Linked DNA regions of Mus musculus: all the other regions are linked to region 3. Evidence: chromatin contacts called from public Hi-C data. All regions are on one chromosome and are shown on one strand. The core of a region is the stretch at or near the end of the contact, and the rest is flanking DNA. Distances in the headings are between cores, read along the strand shown. Region 1 has its middle 13 kb from the start of Gm33867. Region 2 overlaps Gm40159 (a long non-coding RNA gene). Region 3 has its middle 13 kb from the start of Gm33604.

What was found. A called contact is a pair of places that touch in the nucleus more often than the background predicts.
Region 1: a contact with region 3 is called in a Hi-C map of cortical neurons, with 3 times the contacts expected there. The contact joins two enhancer-like sites. A contact is called at or near these places in 10 of 484 Hi-C or Micro-C datasets (cerebral cortex, cortical neurons, forebrain and 3 more) and 1 of 115 datasets of contacts at active chromatin or transcription factors (neural progenitor cells).
Region 2: a contact with region 3 is called in a Hi-C map of cortical neurons, with 2.4 times the contacts expected there. The contact joins two enhancer-like sites. A contact is called at or near these places in 4 of 484 Hi-C or Micro-C datasets (cerebral cortex, cortical neurons and forebrain).

What each region holds. Positions count from the first base shown.
Region 1 is chr3:143,728,478-143,731,731 of GRCm38.p6, reverse strand. No RefSeq gene overlaps it. Among named protein-coding and RNA genes, the nearest start is that of Gm33867, 13 kb to the left of the region's middle. Within about 2 kb of position 1,906, at least 8 of the 459 cell types and tissues checked have an H3K27ac peak or open chromatin away from gene starts, as enhancers often do. A contact at or near this core is called in cortical neurons, where this site is marked.
Region 2 is chr3:143,315,414-143,318,423 of GRCm38.p6, reverse strand. The region is part of intron 1 of Gm40159 (a long non-coding RNA gene); the gene reads left to right. Among named protein-coding and RNA genes, the nearest start is that of Gm33514, 6.4 kb to the left of the region's middle. Within about 2 kb of position 1,678, at least 18 of the 459 cell types and tissues checked have an H3K27ac peak or open chromatin away from gene starts, as enhancers often do. A contact at or near this core is called in cortical neurons, where this site is marked.
Region 3 is chr3:143,507,163-143,510,064 of GRCm38.p6, reverse strand. No RefSeq gene overlaps it. Among named protein-coding and RNA genes, the nearest start is that of Gm33604, 13 kb to the right of the region's middle. Within about 2 kb of position 1,299, at least 16 of the 459 cell types and tissues checked have an H3K27ac peak or open chromatin away from gene starts, as enhancers often do. A contact at or near this core is called in cortical neurons, where this site is marked.

The DNA.
Region 1 (3,254 bases), core at 657-3,156, 220 kb before region 3:
AGAGAGACCGTCTCAAAAAACAGAACTTAAAAATAATTCTCAATAATAGTAGGCATTTGCAATTTTCATATGAATAATATTATGTTATAATAAATATAATCATAATTATTTATATTTATAAAAAGTATGAATTTGAGAAATGTCGAATGAAATGGATATACTGGTTTTAATATTATTTCTATGAATTTGTTCATGTATTCAGCTTCATTTTTATCTTTCTGTAAACATTCCACTTTACCTACCAGCATCAGTGTAACTTAGAACTGAGAAATTCATGTTCAAGGTACACAAATCAATGGCTGTATATAGATAAAACAATTTCAGGCTATCAGGCAGATTTTAATAAATATATGGCCTATTGGCTTTGTAAAGACACAGAGGTAGACTAAACAATGCTTGGCACAGTGTTTCTCTATGTCACCTTTCATAGAGGCCGGTCAATAGATGGGATGAAGGCAGCTTAGGGAACCCAGAAGATGAGAGCACAGAGATCTGTGTTACTTTGATTCCCAGGAAGGAATGGAATGGAATGAACAGTATGCAGTGGGAGATCATGTAAATAGTGATGAAGTTTATGAGTTATAAAATGTGCTAAGTTCCTTCTTGTTACTAAAGGCTCCAGAGAAAGCCGCTCTTTCCCACTTTTCTTTAGGGTTTTAATGTGGTCCCTTTATTTGCAAGGTCTGGGACTGAAAGTTGTCCTTGGGGAGTCAAAGATGCTGTGGGATGATGTCTGGCTATGCCTTGGGCTCCAGCACTGCCCTCACTTACAACAACCACCGAACTCTGAGAGAGGCTATAACTCCCTTGGAGTCATAATAGGTGAAGCTCATGAAGCCACCTGATGTTGAAAACAATTTGATCATTTGAAGGACAGTTTTAAGTTGGGGCTGGGGAGCCCAAAGGAGGTTTTTCTTCTTTTCTACCTAACCCAAGAGACCCTTTAATATTCAAACTGTCACAAGCCTTTAACCCAGAACTAGGGACTGTTGGAGAAATCTTCCAGGGTACAGAAGTGCCTTGTTCTCTTAAGCAGTGAAGGGCACTGACTTCTTCCAACCACATCGGGAGAAAATTATACCTCCTTTAATTTCTCTCCTACATCCTAGCTTCATTTCTGAGACTGTTCAGTCTTCTGAGGCTGTAGCCTAAAATCAGGAAAGCTTTCTCCCCATCCCCACCCCCAAAGAAGAAACGATTTCCATTTGGCTGAAATGCCATTCAGAGTGACTGATTTTTAAGCTCTGAACTCAGACCCAGAGCCTGGAATCCAGGCACTGGCAACTGGGTTGGGATTTGAAATTACAGGGACGGACTGAGTTTCAGAGTTGGGATGTTTTAAGCAGTGGGGGCAATTGCTTTTCTCACCTATCTCTCCAGAAAGAGTCGGAGGAAGGGAAACATTTAAGAATTAAGAGAAGGAATTCTACAGCTTTTGAGTCACTGCTTCTTGCTCTGCTAGAGGCAGAATTTCAGTTTGCATTTACTCCGGGAAACTTGGGTGAGGAATTTAATAAATCTTTTGGTAACTGTGAATTGTTTGAAAGGAGAGTTGGAGAAGACAAAATAAATGACAGAGCAAGGAAAGCATACAGCCCAGTCACTTTATTAAGGCTGGACTTGCTAGTTATGTAGGTGTCTGAGAGCATAATGGGCCTATTTAAAATAAGCAAGGCATTTCCAGGGTGTGCCTAAAAGGAATTGGTCTACTGGAAAAAATACCTTTTGAATATTCTTTAGGAAACAGTAAGCACTAACAACGGTACCAAGACATTAGGAAATATAATGCTAATTTAACTTTATTATTTTTTTTTTTTTTTGGTGGACTGTGGTTTTTAACGGATGGAATTGTCCGAGGCTTACTTCTTCTTTCTCTTCCCCAGCCCCCAAACTTCAGACATGCTGAACTGTTTCCTTGCGTGCCATTTTAAATAAAAGTATTTGTAAAGGGAACACAATGTTAAGAGAGATGCATAAATAAGACAAGTGATAATTGCAGTGTCTAAAAGGAGACTCCTCATGCTGCACATCGTGCCGTGGCTGCTTACACAGAGAAAGGGACAGTTGCTATCCTGCACTGTGCCTTCCATCAAGTCACGGGGTATAAATCTGGCCTATAAATGATCAGGAGGTACTGTACTGTGTAACGTGTACAATGTTCATAAAAGAAATTAATGAACAAATAAATATCCTCTGATGGACAAGCTGGTAAGAATGTAGCTTGCAAAGATAGATAGATAGATATATAGATAGATAGATATATAGATAGATAGATAGATAAGTAAATAAGTAAATAAATAAGTAAATAAATAAATAAATAAATAAATAAATAAATAAATAAAACCTTTTCTGCTTTAGTGGCAAAGGATGGCTCAGAGGGGACATTTCTTTGAATAGTGTGCTTGGTCTCACAGAGATTAAATGCTTAGAGAGAAATCTCAGTTCCTGACCTGATAAGTTATACCAGGAACCAAATCCTTGTGGCTGTCCACACAAGTCTGCTGATGGTGAGGGGACAGGGCTAGGCTATTCTCTTATCTTCTGGTAACAAAGCCATCAACTTACCTGACATTCTGAGACATAAGTATTAATATCCACAGTCAGAATAGAACTAATCCCCCAACCTAAAGAAGAATAGCAAAACTGTTGGTGGATCCTAGTTTGAGGTTGGCAGTCCAGAAGCCTCCTGAGCTGTTATGGCCAAGATGGACATGCAACAGACATCCCATGGGAACTGCCTTGGCCATTGCTCATTTCTTGTCTTGCATCTAAATGACTCTGCAGCAGGTGACAGCCACTCTGAACTTTGAGCATGCTTGTTAGGTCATGAACATCTTTGCCACTGATGAGTGTATCCTACTATTCCTAAACAGGATTCCAGGTGTCTCTTGGGGTAGGGGATTGGTTTCATGACTCCATGAGGGCATTGGGACCCATGGATGCTCAAGTCTCTAACGTAAAATATCATAGGACTATTCATATCTCATATCCACCCACTCACCCACATGCTTTAAATGATTTCTGGGTTACTTTGTAATACCTAATATATTATACATATCATGAACATAGTTGTATTTATTGTTCAGGATAGAATGTCCAGATGAACACTGCTTGGTGGGGCAGAGCCTGTACATTCAGATGGAAGACTGTATTTCTACTCATCCTTGTGTTTACATCTCTGTCTTCCATCATTCTCACTCCCTTGGACCCACATGGTTTCCTTCTCAGCTGTGCATCCTGACCCATCCAGTGAA
Region 2 (3,010 bases), core at 429-2,928, 190 kb after region 3:
GACGAACTCAAGCCCTGAGACACACATGGCAGGGGGAAAGAACTGACACCTGTAAGTTATCACAGGAAGGGCATGCGAGCATGAGCATGCACGGGCACATGCACACAGAGACATGCACACACACACACACACACACAAACACACACGCAAGCATGAACCCATGCACGCGTGCACACGCACATGTTAAAAATAAATAAACAAACATTTGGAGCAGAATCTGTTAAAAAAAAATAAAATAAATGAGTATGGGAACAGAAGTCTGGAAAGTACAGGTGTCTGTCTGTCTAATGTGACAGGATTCACCTAGACATCCTTCTCCACCCAGTGCTGATTTGCCTGGGGATACACATCAATCAAGTCATGTCAAGAATTATTGAGAATTATTTGGTCACTGTGCAGACAAGGCTAAAATTCATGTGTGTGTGTGCTTGTTTGTTTGTTTGCTTGCTTGTTTTATTGATCTAGAGCCTTGTATAATCTTGATATTCTAACCGATCATCCAAAGCTCTTTGTAGACAGAGTCATTAAGTGGATGTCAGGAAATCAAGCAAGGGATGCCCTTACCTCCCTTGTCTCAGCATAGGTTTCACCGCATCCCTCTTTTCTTACACAGATGGAAATTTACTATCAGAAGGGGATGACCTAGAGTCCCTTAAGAGCCAATATCTATTATTTAATTTCATTTGCCATGTAAGGTTAAATAAATCTAAGAAAGTACTGAGGACATAGGCCATAGAACTCACATGCTTTGATAAGACAACAAAGAGAGAGGCAGATAAGGAGAGGATGGCTAGAGTAGGGAAGTTGCAACTGGGTTCTCGGGACATGAAATGATCCAGTTAAATGGAGATGAAAGAACTGAATTCCACTCTGTCTACCTAATGACTTAGCTTCATGGTGGCCAATTCTAAGTATTAGAGTTTCCATAACAAACAGATGTGCTGAGTAAATACACAAAGATAACAAGGGAAGAAAGAACTTGTGAATTGGACACGGGTTTTAGCAAATAGGAGATGAGAAGTCACAAATATAATGTCCTTTATAGCAAGCAAAAGTGCAATCACAGCACAACATGCCGGGCCCTTCTCCTGATTTACCCTAGCCTCTTCTCCACTCCACCCCATATCACCATCTTTAACTTAGCTCCGGTGAAGAAGGAATAGCAATTAAGCCTGATTGTCTCTGTGATTCTGATACATGCTCCTATGTGCATTCACACAAAGCTTAGTCATCGCTATTGCTCCAGAATGTAAATTCTATTTTTTCAAGCTACAAAATTATCTAGACATTTGCCTAATACCCAAACTCCTCCCTCGCCTTCTAGCTGCAGATAGTTCATAAATCTTTAAGGGAATGCATTGACTCTGAAATTTAGTCTCCTTAAAGTAACACTTCACTCAACTTTATATCTGGAGTCACATGCTAGATTCTGGTTCTATTTCTGTTCTGTTCTATTGATTCCTGGTGGTTACAGGACACCCCTCCACACAGTGTTATCAGAGGCGAAACTGTTGCCCCAGGGCATCTCATTTTCGAAATATTTTAATGGGGAAACTTTAGTTCAATCTTGAATGAATCTTCAAGCTGCTTAAAAAGGACTGGCTGTCTCCAGATGAACAGAGAAGACGATGAGCCCCTGGGGTGAGTCCTCACCGCCCCCTCAGACTCACCCACAGCTCTCTCCAAGCTGTTATTCCTTTGTCTTCTTACGATCTGGCTTCCTCTGGATCCTCTCCAGCATTGAGCCCACTCATTTCCGTGACTTGCAGTGTCCTCTTGAAAACTAAGTAATAGAAGCAGATGCTCTAGCTCACACGCATATTTTCTCACTCAAACATTCATCACAGCTTCCCACCCGAAGCCGAGGCAGGCTCTGCTGGGAAATTCACAATCTCTAACCTAAAAACCAAAGTTGCTAGGGCTCTTCTGGTGGGTTCCATAACTATAGCTCACAGTAACTACATTTCGCTTGTACTTCTGAGGCTTTTGCTCCACCCTCTCAGATTTGGTATGGACATCCAAATCGTTTGCTAGAACCCAGATATCCCTTTCTCTGTGAGCATCCTCTCATGTAGGTGGGAAGGGGACACTCTTCTGCCTGGAGAGAAATGAAACCTACTAAGATCCTAGAATGATATTCATAACAATCTGTATATTCTTGATGTGTCTTCTTTTACACGAAGTGTGTAGTGGGAGAAAGAGACACAAAGAACAAGTCACTTCTAGTCTTTTCCATAACCTAAAAGGCCTTATACCTGGTCCATGACCCTACCTAGAATTGTATCATCTACCAAAGAATCAAAATCTTTCAATGCTAAAGACTCAAAAAAGCACACCATTACAGTAACCTTCTGTGTCTTCTAAAGGGGCTGATTCCCACTGAATGAACACAATTAATTAGTTTAAAAGACCCACATCCAGTATTTCATGTGACTACTGTTTATCTCCCATGGCATGTACAAACTTTTTTTTTTTTTTAAGAAATTGCGGGAAATGTCAAGACCCTTACTTGTTACAATTTAATTTTGTGCTGCTCAGGCAATTACAGTTCAATGAATGATGATTCTAACACATCCAAGTTTTCATTACTCTTTGCTTAATTTGTCAGTTAATGCCTTTGAGTTCCGCAGTTTCCCCAGCAGTCTTAACTTGCCATTAAAAACCTGTCAAGGAAACACAACCTTCCGATTCCAGCCGGGTTTAAAGACGGCATACATCCTTTCATTGTTAAGAAAGTTAGAGCTCACTCCTCAAGCAAAATATTCATACTTCAGGAATTCACAGTTAGGAAAGATAGCAATAATTCTATATTAGTGGGTTTTTTAATGTAACTGCTCTGCAATAAATACCAGAAATAAGAGTCTGTGCTTAAGATACTATATATCACACAAATATTACTCTCTATCCGTGGTTCTTAGTGGTTTACGGTTACCTGATAGATGTTGGACTTTTACATTCCTTTCCATGTCCCAAGCATTTATTACATTTACACGTTTATACATCTCTAATA
Region 3 (2,902 bases), core at 50-2,549:
TTGTTGACACAAATGACTTATTTTGCTAAAACTGTTTATTTCAGTTTGGACTCTCAATTTGTAAAACACTTGGGGAATATGGCCAGAAGGGTGACTTTAAAAGACAGGAGAACATTATCAAGTGAGTTTAACATGGGCATGCAATTCAAGGTCACAACCCCCAGGCTGTCCCAGCGCTATCTCTGCTCCCTTCAGACATCCGGAACTTTTCTCTCTCTTCTTTTCCAAGGATGGCAATCCCCAGCCCCGGTCAGCTCCTTCACAGAACACAGTAACTGCCTCTTTGTTTTGCTTCAGCCTTCCTATCTTGCCCCAGGCCTCACACTCCGAACCACAGTGTGTCTGTCAAGTTAATTTTGCCCAACAAAAGGCTATTTAGGGTTTAGTAGGAAACAGAAGTAGCATTCAACTGTGAGTTTTAAGTAAGTTTCTATTTTCCCCCCCTCTTCCTGTTGGACTTTGTCATCTTACAGTTTCAAAGGCGATCTTGGGCTTTTTAGTGATTTTTTTTTTCTTTTTTGTTAACAGTGTTTCTGCTACTCTGCAGACGTTGTCAATTCCTTGCTGCAAATAGCATGTGTCTGGTTCCCTTTGTCAATGTTTGTGCAAGCCAAGAGTAGCTCTTCTGCCCACTTTGGGCACTAGGTAAATGCTGCTGAGAGCTAAGGCTCACAGAAATTCAGAGTCGACACGGAAGCGTTTCCAGGCCTCAGGTCTCCGTGTGGGAAAACAAATGAGCACAAGATCGGCTGCTGCCTTCCCATAAATGAGGGGACTCCTGGAACCCCAAGAAACCCGTTTTAATTTTTAAGCATCAGCTGCTCCACATCTCTTGCTCTAAATTTAGTGCTGTGATACTCAGTTTAAACCACCTTGTGTCCAATAATATACTTTCTGGCCTGCCCCGAGGCCCTCAGGAAGCATTTTATCTTTGATATAATTGCCAGGGTGAATCCCTAGTTATAACATACTCTATAGCATATAAAATAATTGTTGCAACTGAACCCATCTCATAAATATTAGTGATTGAAGAGACTGGTTGGGATAAATCAATGTGGGTGACACATTTAATAAACTTTGTATAAACATTGTTTGCAACAGCTATAAATAAAAATTGTCTTGGGGAATTTTACATATTGCACATCTCTCTATCCACAGAGAGGGCACTGGCTTGATTCTGCTGCAGGAATTGGCAAGCAAAGGGTTTTAAAAGCTGCCCAGATGAAGCAGCTGTGCCAAGACAGGGTAGGTGAGTACTGAGACCGGCACTCTCTTTTGACACTCTGTCTTTTGCCATGTGAACCAGGCTAGGTCCCATCTCTTTCTCTCTCTCTCTCCCTCTCTCTCTCTCTCTCTCTCTCTCTCTCCCACTCCCTCTCTCCTTTTTAAGAGAAAAGCCACACCATAAATAAAGCATGATAGAGTTGGCATTTTACATTCACACAGATTTTGGCATAAATAAATAAAAGAGATTTTGTTCAAATTCTGTCATCTTTATATGCCATTTTAAAATTATCTTTCCCTACTGGTTGATCATATTCAGTTATACTGTATGAGTCCTGCTGGCTCCCTCCAGTGGCTGACTGAGTTTTATGAAAGACAGGGGTATCTCTCAAGGCTAGGAGGCCTAGTGGTTCGACATAGAATCACTTACTGAGGAGAAAATAAGGTCAAATCTCTTCAGGAATTGAGCCTCACTTTTAACATGCCTCACCATTTAGGGGAAAATTTGATGTGTGTCTTGATTTGAATTAAGCAGCTTAGTCATAGTCTTTGATTCAAATTGGTCCATTCCACTGTCCCCATTTTATGGATGCAAAGCAAACCGCTTGGAGGCAGTAGAATAAGGGAGGATGCTGGGATGCCATGTGGTGCCTCGCATCTGACCCCTGTCTGGAATACTTCCACGATCGTCTCTCAGCCTGCAGCAGACCATTCCACGGTCTCTGACTTATTGTTCTTATACTCCAAAGGATGGCAAATCCTGGAATTACTTAGGCTCCCTTTCTAAAGAGGTCACACATAATACATTGTGTTTTCAACTTTAATCTTAACGAAATGCCACATACTCACTTAAAAATCCAGGTACGGGCTCTGTATCTTCCATTGTTTGAAATTTACAACCTTCACATTTATTTTTATTAGTAATATTTTAGTCCCTCAATATATTTCTCTGACATTAATGGAAAAAACATGGTATCTTCGGGCAGCAAAAGAATCTTTCTAAATTCCCATTGAGTTTAATCAAAGGCTCTGAGATTTAATGGCTAGAGTTCTGGCTATGTATTTCCGGTGTACTGGGTTCAAATTCCATTACATTGGGCTCTAATTAAAATTCATCTGAACTATTTTTTCATTGTGTAATTGTTTTTTAATTCTTAATGGCTCACATTAACCTCTCTTTTACCCAAGGGGGGAAAATAAGGAATTGAAATAAAAAGAACAGTTGAATTAGAGGCTGATACGATGCTTTTTAAGAAAATACCCTGAGAATTGGGTCTGCCATGCAAATGATCAAGAGGAGACTTAATTAGGGCTCAACTGCTCAGTTCATAGTTCTTGGGTTTTTATAAAAGCTAAAAGCAAAGCTAAATCGTGTGTAATTTGCCATTATTTTCCCAGATATCTCTTGCTGAAACGTTATTTTTTTCACTTTTTCTTTCTTTCTTTTTTTTTTTCCCCCTCTGATCCTGAGAGTGTGGTATCAGGCCTTGTATATACGGCTTGCCACTTGCCTGCTGTCAGAGAGAGAAGTGACAACACTTGTCACTACCAATCTCTTCATGTCTGGTCTCATCTGAGCGACACACACAGCCTGATTTCCAGGTGTTTGTTGAAATCCCGAGTTATGTAACATGTCGTCTCTGGCTCAGAATTGAAAATGGCAGTGACACAAGGGAAA